Regions from separate parts of the Capra hircus genome. Here region 1 is linked to region 2. A link is a contact called in public Hi-C data. All regions are on one chromosome and are shown on one strand. Each heading gives the region's core, a stretch centred on a gene start, on an enhancer-like site or on the middle of the called end of the contact. The rest is flanking DNA. Distances are from core to core; before and after follow the strand shown. Region 1 has its middle 37 kb from the start of POLDIP3. Region 2 holds the start of POLDIP3 (polymerase delta-interacting protein 3).

Region 1 (5,041 bases), core at 28-2,527, 38 kb before region 2:
TGGAGCATTTTGTAATGCCAGAAACTTCGGAAAGACTCACACACATACACACACGTATACTGTGTTAAAGGGACATGGACCAACTAACTGACAGAGCTCCCAGTAAGCAAAGGTTGAACAATCTGAAAGAAGATAAGAAAGTAAGAAGGGGAGGGAGGAAGTTTCAGATGAGGAATTGGGTGGGGCTAGCCTTGGTCACCAGTCCTCAGAGGCTTCTGCTAGTCACGTGTCTTCACAAATCAGCATGCGGGGCTGAAACCGAGCAGCTCTTTGCTTCTCCCCCACCCCTGTGTGCCCCAGAGGCTTCTCTGGAGGACTGCCTGGGCCCCAGTGGCCCATGTACACTGGGAGGACCCCGGTGCTATGGCAATATAGCCCACCGGGAAGCAGGTGCAGGCAGAACCACCTTGTCTTGTTGTGCAGGAACCCAGTAGAGGCGCGAGTGGACACCCAGCTCGACACCCAGTGTGGTCACTCACCAAGCCCTGGATCCCAGCGTGGGGCCGAGGTGGGGGCCTCTCCCAAAGAGGTGCCTTTCCCTAACTCATACAAGGTGTCCCGTGGGCCAGCACTAGTGCTGGACGCAGACCCCTCGGCCCTTAGCCTCTCCCCTCTTGGTGCAGCCCTGGGTCCATCTCTCTAGGCAGGGCTGAGAGCCTTCCCTCCTCCACGTGTCCTCAGGGAGCCCTGCGCGTGCCAGGAACCCTCCCCCTGGCCCAGACTGCTGGCTTTCCACTCTCCTGGCCTTTCTGCTGGGGCAGTGAGCACATGAAAAGGGAAGGAGAAAAATGCAGGGGAAATGAGAGAAAGCAGAGCCCCGATCGACGTCTCGGATCCTGTCTCTCCACACAAGCAAAGTGCCTGGCACCGGGGGCTGGCCCCCTTCCCCCTTGGTTTGCACAAAATCACAGTGGTCTTTGGTTTTTTAATTTACTGACTGATTGTATTTGGCTGTGCTGGGTCTTTGCTGCTGTGTGTGGTCAGTCTCTAGTCGCAGCAAGCAGGGGCTACTCCTCACTGCAGCCTCCAGGCTTCTCATGCCAATGGCTTCTCTTGCTTCTGATGGTGGGCTGTAGGTGCACCGGCTTCAGGAGTTGTGGCCCGTGGGCTTAGCATATGGGATCTTCGCGGATCAGAGCTCAAACCCGTGTCTCTTGCACTGGCACTGGTGTCTACCGCTGAGCCACCGGGGAAGCCCAACAGCAATAGTCTTTTAATTTGCTTATGGATGTGAAATTTGAGCAGGGCTTGTGGGGGGGGGCGGCTCATCTGCTCCCCAGGTGTCAGCGGGGGGTTGGGGGGCGGGGGCTGGAGGTCCTGCTTCCGGGATGACACACTCACACGGCTGGCAAATTGGCAAATCGCTATTGACTGTTGGCTGGGGAGCTCAGCTGAGCTGAGGGTCAGAGACCTCAGTTCTTCTCCACAAGGACCTCTCTAGGACCTCTCAAGGACTGCTTGGGCTTCCTCACAGCAGGGAGGCTGGGTTTCAAGAGCTAGCTCCCGAGGGGTGGTGGCGGGATACGTTGGAAGATTGGGATTGACAGAAACACATGATTATACATATAATTTTAATTAATCAGGACCTACTGTATAACATAGGGAACTCTACTCAATACTCTGTAATAGTCTACATGGGAAAAGAATCTTAAAAAAAGTGCACGTATATGTACGCATAACAGATTCACTTTGCTGTGCACCTGAAACCAACACAATGCTGTAAACCAAGTGTACCGCGATAAGAATCTTAAAAAAGAGCAAGCATCCCGAGAGACAGGAAGTGGAAGCCACCAATCTCTTTTGGTCTGGCCCCCACCCAAACGGCAGCATGTCACTCAGTCAACAGAGCTTCGATTGGTCAAGAAGTCACAGAACCCAGATTCAAGGGGAGGGGCACACTCGCATCTATCAACAGAGGGAAAGTCAAAGAATTTACAGATACGTTTTAAAACTGCTTTAGGGCTGCTATGAGGATTAAGTCAAATCATGTAATCACAGTCTCAAAAGACCACTCCATGGATGACATTAAATACAAAGAAGCGGGGAGAAAAGACCTTTATAGGGAGAAGCCTGGTAGACATGGCTGGGCCAAGTGATCAAAGGTGGCCTCACAGTCAAGGAACAAACTGACATCATTGCTGCTTCTTAAAGGAGCCAAGCACCCTCCCACCTCAGGGCCTTTGCACTTGCTGTTCTCACTGTGTGGCATGCTCTTTCTCCCTTTATCCACAGGGCTTACTTGTTGAATTCCTGCAGGTCTCTGCTTTAATAACATCACCTCTGGAAGGCCTCCCTGGCTCCTAAATAAAACAGCAACTCTCCTGCTACTACCCGTGTCCCTGTGACTCTGGTCTGCTGTTCCTTTTCCCAGTGAAGTCACGTGTCTATTTTTAAAACTTATTTTTTATTTACTCTCCACCTACCCCCAATGTCAGCTCTTCCAAGGCACTTTTGTCTGTCTTGTTCACTGCTCCAGCACCTAGAATAGTGCCTGAAACAGAGAAGGGACACAGTAAAGATACGGGGAAGGAGGGAATTCCCTGATGGTCCAGTGGCCCAAAAGCTCCACAGTTTTGCTGCCGAAGGCACGGGTTCAATCTCTGATCGGGAACTAAGATCCTGTAAGCCACACAGTATAGCTCCCCGCACTCAAAAAAAAAGATATGAGAAATGAATGAATGAATCTGGTGGCAGCAGCTCAATGTCACCTCCTTGATGAGGTCTCCCTTGATTTCACTCATAAGTGAAAGACCCAGACCCAGGGTTCCTCCCCACTGTTCTCAGCTCGGTCCTTCTGTGTCTCTCAGGGGATGAAGCCTCATTCAGTTGGGATGCTTCAGCCTAGTGTTCAGCATAACATAAACACTCAGGTAATGATGCTTCTAGTTTCCACCTGTTGATAGAACTGGTTTTGTAAAGCAGGTTGACACCTGACACCTCAATTCACCCTTCCCATAGACTTCTGAGATGGGTGTGTCACCCCTGTTTACAGTTACGGCCTGGAGAGGGCTGTTGACTGACTCAAGATCAGACAGCTGATTAGGAGCTGAGCCGTGCCTACAACCCATCTCCCGGTTCCCCGGAAGCAAAGAGTATGGAAATTACACTGTGGGAGCACCTCTGGAGGATCTTAGAATCAGCTGCACCAGAGGTTGCGACCCCAGCACCTGCAAGGCCTGCAGCTGGGAGCTGGTGTGGCAGGAGCCTCAGATTTGTCACAAGAAGCCAGAAATCCTAACTTGGCAATTGACTCAAATGAAGCTCAAACCCAGAGCAGACTCTTATGTGGGCAGGATGCCGACCTTCAGCCAACAATTTGCAACCTTTGCTCTATCGGATTCTACTAGATTTTAGATAATCCCTCACTTTACAGCCGATAAAAATGTAAGGCCCAGAAGGGAGAGGAATTTGCCCAAGGTCACACAGCAAGAGTCAAGATTTGAAAATCTCTGATCCAGAGAAGGCAAGCTTTGGAGGAAGTGACACAGACCCCGAAACCCCTAGTCAGTCTCTGCCCTTCTCTGGAAGATGGCTCAGGCCAGCAGGGAATAGGAATACAGATGCCTGATTCCAGGGGCGGGAGGCTGTGGGAGAACTGAGCTTCAGAAGCCAATAGGCTTGGGTTCAAACTCCATTCCCAACCCTCGCCAGCTTTGTGACGTCGGGCCAGGCTCTTCCCTCTCTGAGCCACGGCCTCTCCTCTGTAAGATGGAGACAGGATGCCCTGATGACTCACTCTCAGCCTCGCTGGTCCAGGGGTGCTGACCAGATGCCACTGGCTCCGTGGGGTTTGGGATCTTGCCGGCGGGGCCTGTGCTGTGAATACCTCTGGAGAACTTGGTGCGGTTGCCACAGCACACGCAGGGCACCAGTTCCTGTTGCATCAACATTCCAGCTCCGCTGGCACAGGGACTGCACCAGAGCAGACTGTGTGGCTTCCAGAAAGGCCTCCGCAGGACAGACTTGGTGACACCAGAGCCGCCCTCCGGTCCCAGCGCCCCCTCCCTGCTGAAGCCTGTTCGCAGCCTGAACAGGTGATTAATTCTACCAGTAAAGCCTCAGTCACTGGCTAAAAAGCAATTCCAGTGCCTGCTGCTCCTTCCATCTTTTAAAAAACAAACCAAAAAACTCTCTCCATGGACAGAGGAGCCTGGGGGGCTACAGTCCCTGGGGTGGCAAAGAGTTGGACATGACTGAGCGACTGAGCCCGCACGTTCTCTTCGGATTGCGAAATGCGCAAGTGGATTAATAACATCAGCTCCCAACATATCATCTCACCGGTCTCTCCAGGCACTCAGCTCTTAGTGCAGATAGGTGGGTGGTGAGGCTGGTTCTGGCTGCACCCACTCCCACCTCCAGGAGCCAGGAGACACAGCCCTCCTCTCCCAGGGCCCTTAGGTCCAGCCAGCTCCTCCCATAGCAGAAACGTGGCAGGGGAACACTTTGGGCAGAAATGCCTCCTGGGCAGTTACTCCACTGTCCACCACCTGCGCTAGCTCCGTGTCCCTCCTTCCCTGCCGCAGGGCCACTCTCTCCTCCTTCTGAACTTCGGATTCTGGTCTCTACTGCCTCTCAGACTTTCCCCGCCCCCTCCCAAAGTCCCCCCCAAAACTTGCCCCCTTAGCATGCCAGGCCAGATGCCTCCTGCCTACTCGCCCCAGCTGGGGGACCCCAGGCCCCATCAGTCCTGCCTCCTGAATGTTCTCTGCATCCGCTGGCCGCTGGCCTGGGCCTCACAGCATGTCGCCAGCCACTGCAGTCTCCCCTGACTGGCCCCTGGACTTTAGTTTCGCTCCCCTCTGCCCATGCTCCATAGTCAGAGAACTTTCTAGAACTGTTTGGCAATGGACCTCCAAGGTTTCATCCTTTCTTTCAAAGCTGTCAGCTACTATCAGAAGCGCAGCTCAGCCCAGCATTCAAGGCCCCCACTGACTTTACCTGCCTCATTTCCTACACGTGGTAACAAGTGCTATACATTTTTTAAATTTACTTATTTATTTTACCAAAATTTATGAGATCATCTTCTGCCCCTTTTGAAAGT
Region 2 (4,591 bases), core at 1,800-4,299:
TAGTGGAACTTTGGGGAACTCCTTGGCTGTTCTTCCACTCCCTGCTTCCACTGCAGGGGGCACGGGTTCTATTCCTGGTCAGGGAACAAGATCCCACAGGTTCTGCATCACGGCCAAAAAAAAAAAAAAGAAAATTTGTGGAGAGTACAGAAAGATATACACAGGAAAAGAAATAAGTCACAGGAAAAAAATCTATATGCAGGAAAAATAAAAACTATACCCAGGGAAATAGTGGACATCCAGAGGCAAACACAACTGAGATGAAACCACACGGCCCACTGTGTGGCCACTGCTCACCCTAATGGCAGGTATGCTTCCTCTGTGTGGTCAGAAACTCGCCAGAAGCCGGACAGATCACGGCTTTTTGTGTAGCAGAGCCCTGCTGTTGGACAGTTTGGCTGTTTCCAGTTTGCAGATTTTGTAAGTCACAGTGGCTATCTTCAGCCTCCTCTCTGGTGGTTTCTTTTAGGATAGATTCCTGGAAAACAGAGTGTGGACCCTGGGAGTCAAGCATCCCTCACACTCAGTCTTGCACAGATCATCTCCGTTGTGTCAGAAAGTGTGCCCAGTCCTAACTTCAGACAACCCCATGTGACCCCAGTCTTTCCCATTGTACGCTCTCCTCTGGACACCCTGAAAGCAGTAGGAAAAAGTAGCCCCCCTCTCCCACAGAGAGACTGAGGCTGAGGGCAGTGAGTGGTTTTCAGGGTGGTGAGGCGGGGTGGCCCAAGGTGAGGCAGGTGTCACCTTGTCCTGTGGAGGCTACAGGTAGAGAAGGGAGTTCCTTCATTCAGGGTCCAGATAAAGAATCTGCCTGTAATGCAGGAGACCTGGGTTTGATCCCTGGGTCAGGAAGATCCCCTGGAGAAGGGCATGGCAACTTACTCCTCCAGGCAAGAATAGTGCCATGGACAGAGGAGACTGGTGGGCTACAGTCAATGGGGTTGCAAAGAGTCCAGCCAGACTGAGCAACTTCCGCTTTAACAGCCCCTTTACTCTCCTGAAGTGAATTCACAGGTGATAGATATCACCTACCCATGCGGAATTTTTTAGAAGTCAACGCAAAGCTCCAATCATAAAAGGGAAAAAAAAAGTAAAAGGGGCGATCCAGTAGGTTAAGACAGTGCTATCACTGCAGCGGGTAAAGAATTTCATCTCTGGTCGGGGAAAGAATATCTCACATGCCGTTGGGCCATTAAAAAAAAAAAAAAAAAAGGAATGTATAAAGTGATGCACATTTCAGCATGTCAGTGCTGGGCGCAGGCCCCGGAGGAAGCACCGGTCTGAGCCCAGGCACAAGGGCTCCGCCCGGCGCAGTCTCGCCTCCCGGGCTTTGCCTCCACGGTGCGGTTCTCCCAGGCCTGGGCACAATCCTTGCTTAGTCTCCAAGGAAAGCAGGAGTCAGTACCTTTGGCTACAGCGCAGCTGCACTGCTGGCAATCCATGTGTGTCCTCACCGGGCAAAAAGTCCTGTGTGTTCGTGCAAGAAACGGAGCGAAACCCCGACCCAGAGAATCGTAACCCGCACCTCCAGCCCCGGGACGTCTCCGGCGTAGGAGGGCCAGCGGGACGCCCCACCCTGTGCATCCTTCACGTGACCGGATCCCCGCCGCCCGGGCCGCCAAGTGCGACCCCAGAGTTACGAAATCTTCCTGGTGGAGGGCCATTCCGCTCACTGTCAGATATAGTATCAGTTAAGGACCCTACTCTAGTAGTTTAGGGGGCCGGCACCCAGTCTCGGCAGTGCAGAGGCGACCTGGATTTTCCCTCTCCGTCTGAAGCCCAATCTCAGACCCCCTCCGGCTTCACCAGCTCGTTTTTCCACAGACCTTCCGACGCCGGATTTTTTATTGTGTTGTGGTGCTGTCAAGAGTAACTAACTCCACTCGCGGGACCTAGAAAAGAATAACGGTAGTGACTCATAGGGCACTTAGTCCGTGCCTGGCACTGTGCTCAAGGCATCGCCTGTATTTTCCATTGATTGTGTGTGTTAATGTCTCAGTCGTGTCCGACTCTGCGACTCCATGGACTGCGGCCCACCAGCTCCTCTGTCCTTGGGATTCTCCGGGCAAGAATACTGGAGTGGGTTGCCATGCCCTATCCCTCCTCCAGGACAGCTTCCCAACCCAGAGACTGAACCCGCGTCTCCGGCATTATATGCAGATTCTTTACCATCTGAACCACAAGGAAGCCGGGTTTCATTAACTCCTCAGATACGATTGACTACCCATCTCATGCCAGGGTCAGGGCAGGCGGTTCAACGAAAAGGCAATTCCATATGTTACATACTTAGATCGCAAAAAGCCTGTGCTGTTTGCCCCACTCTCACAGTACAGACCAGGAAGACATATATACACAGGAAGGAAAAACGGCTGGCTTCTGAACGTTATACAGCCTGAAAGTAAGACACGTGAGACCGGGAGCTGCATTCAAACACAAACAGCTAACGTTAAAAATATTAGCCGTCCACACAATCCCCTTAAAGAACACAGGAACAAATTGTTCGCTGTAAATAACCCGTAACAAACGTACTACCGATGATTATTTTCAACCTTAATCCCATACATACACACCCAAACCATTCTACTTTTTAGAGTATAAGGGGGACGGGCAGATCGCAACTCCCAGGCATCCCGCAAAGTAGGCGGGTCACCTTAGGGGCAACCTTTACCCGCTCAAAAATTCGTCTCACATTAGCAGTGAGGATTCGGGCGTCACCCCGAATCGTTATTTTCCTTACTCATAAGTTTAAGGCATAAAGACGTAACTGGCTTACTTCCTAGGTAACGAGTCCAAATCTCATTAGCAATACGGTGAGTATAAAAGTGGAACGTTAAAGCCTGTACTTTGTTCGTTGAAGGCTGCCTTATTCATTTCATTGTTCTATGTCGCTTTTCATTTTACTATTTTTTAGCTGTGAGAGAGGGGGGAAAGGTAGGGCCACAATATGCAGATAAGCAACCGGCTCGCAAAGGTTCACGGGGAGAGCCCCGCCCCTTCCGGTTCCTTTCTCAGTCTGAACTGTCGCGAGAGTTCATCTGGCGAACGCCGGAAGCCGCTAGTCCCTCCACAGCGGCCGAAGGGGCGGGCTCGAAGACTGAGGGAGCCTAAGGTGCTCTCGCCTCGTTCGGCGGTGCAAGATGGCCGACATCTCTCTGGACGAGCTCATCCGAAAGCGAGGAGCTGCAGCGAAGGGGCGGTGAGTGGCCTTTTCTCCCTTCGGGTTTCAGGGTCCTAGTCTTAGTGGGGCTTGAGGCGGAGAAGGGAGCGGCCCGGGAGCGACGCGGAGGGCCAGTCTGCGCCCGCCCCCTACCTCAGCCGCGCTCCTCATTGGCCCGGCCGCCGCCGCCGCCGCGGGCCGGGTCGCCCGGCCGCCCACTGGCTGTAGGAGCGGAGGCTGGTGGGGCCGCCGCCGATGAAGGGGCAGGACTGCTGGGCTTGTGCTAGCGGCCCGAGGGGCGGCCCGCCGGGGGCGGAGCTGCGGCCGCGGACCGGACACGCTGCCCCGCGGCCTGCCTGGAGTCCGGAGGGTCTCCCCGGCGCAGCCCCCTCCTCCTCTGAGGAGACGGGCGCGGCGCCAAGGGCTCCGCGCGGCCTTCGAGTCAGGACTGGACTTTCTCGGGGAAGTGACTTGCTCAGACTCTCCGGGTCTGTTCCTGCCGAAACTGCGACCCAAAGTCAGACCTTTAAGATTTCCAAATCCTTCGCCCGGTTCCCCGCTGTTCACACTCTCAGCCCTTTGTGAGGCATTTCAGGTTCTCGGGGGCGCTTCGCCGGCGCGCAGTCCTGTCAGCCAGCTATTAATGTTTTCCAAGTGAGGGGCTTGAGGTGGAATTTGCCCGCGGCCGCGGAGAGCTCTGAGCGGGGCCGAGTGCGCTCTGAGAGTTGGCCTCAGGCTTGGGCAAGACAAACTGGCGGGACGGGGCGGGAGGCCGGCCGTTTCTTGATGACTCTCAGAGAACCCTGTTCTGTGTCGGGGTGAAGAGTCGCGTAGCTGGCTTGCAGTTTTGTGACCCAAACTTCCTCTGGACCCTTAAAGTATTGGTAGTCATTTCCAGACTCTATAAGGGCTCCAGTTCATCTATGTGAAAGAGATGGGAAACCTGGGCCAGTGGTTTTCTAGCACGCGTTAGATTAGTTCAGATGTCCTTGTGGAGAAGCCAGGCTGTAAGGAAGGATGTTGTTTTCTCCGGCAGTCGTTCACTCGGCAGATGTTTATTAATACCGCCTGTGTGGTGGCTGGAAAATGGATTCTTTTCACTGTGCGAAAGGTATCCCTCACCCTCAAGCTGTACACACAAATCCACCACAACTGCTCCCGCCCCTCCCTGATTCCCCAGCCAGCCCTTCACGAGGTTTCTGGTTCATAATAGGCACGCAGCATTAATTTCCTCTATCCTTGTGGTTGTGTTGTGTGCTCAGTCGTGTGCGATTCTTGGCGACCCCATAGACTGTCGCCTGCCAGGCTCTTCTGGTCCATGGGATTTTCCAGGCAAGAATATTGGAGTGTGTTGCCACTTTCTCCTCCAGGGTTCTTCCCCACCCAGGGATCGAACTGGCATCTCCTGTGGCTTGTGCCTCAGCCAGCAGG

What was found. A called contact is a pair of places that touch in the nucleus more often than the background predicts.
Region 1: a contact with region 2 is called in a Hi-C map of blood, with 2.2 times the contacts expected there. The contact joins the enhancer-like site here to the promoter of POLDIP3 in region 2. A contact is called at or near these places in 4 of 5 Hi-C or Micro-C datasets (blood and liver).

What each region holds. Positions count from the first base shown.
Region 1 is chr5:112,479,612-112,484,652 of ARS1.2, reverse strand. No RefSeq gene overlaps it. Among named protein-coding and RNA genes, the nearest start is that of POLDIP3, 37 kb to the right of the region's middle. Within about 2 kb of position 1,277, at least 1 of the 5 cell types and tissues checked has an H3K27ac peak or open chromatin away from gene starts, as enhancers often do.
Region 2 is chr5:112,443,502-112,448,092 of ARS1.2, reverse strand. It overlaps POLDIP3 (polymerase delta-interacting protein 3), which reads left to right and starts at 3,049. Exons shown (of 9, transcript XM_005681134.3): 1 at 3,049-3,199. The coding sequence starts at 3,141.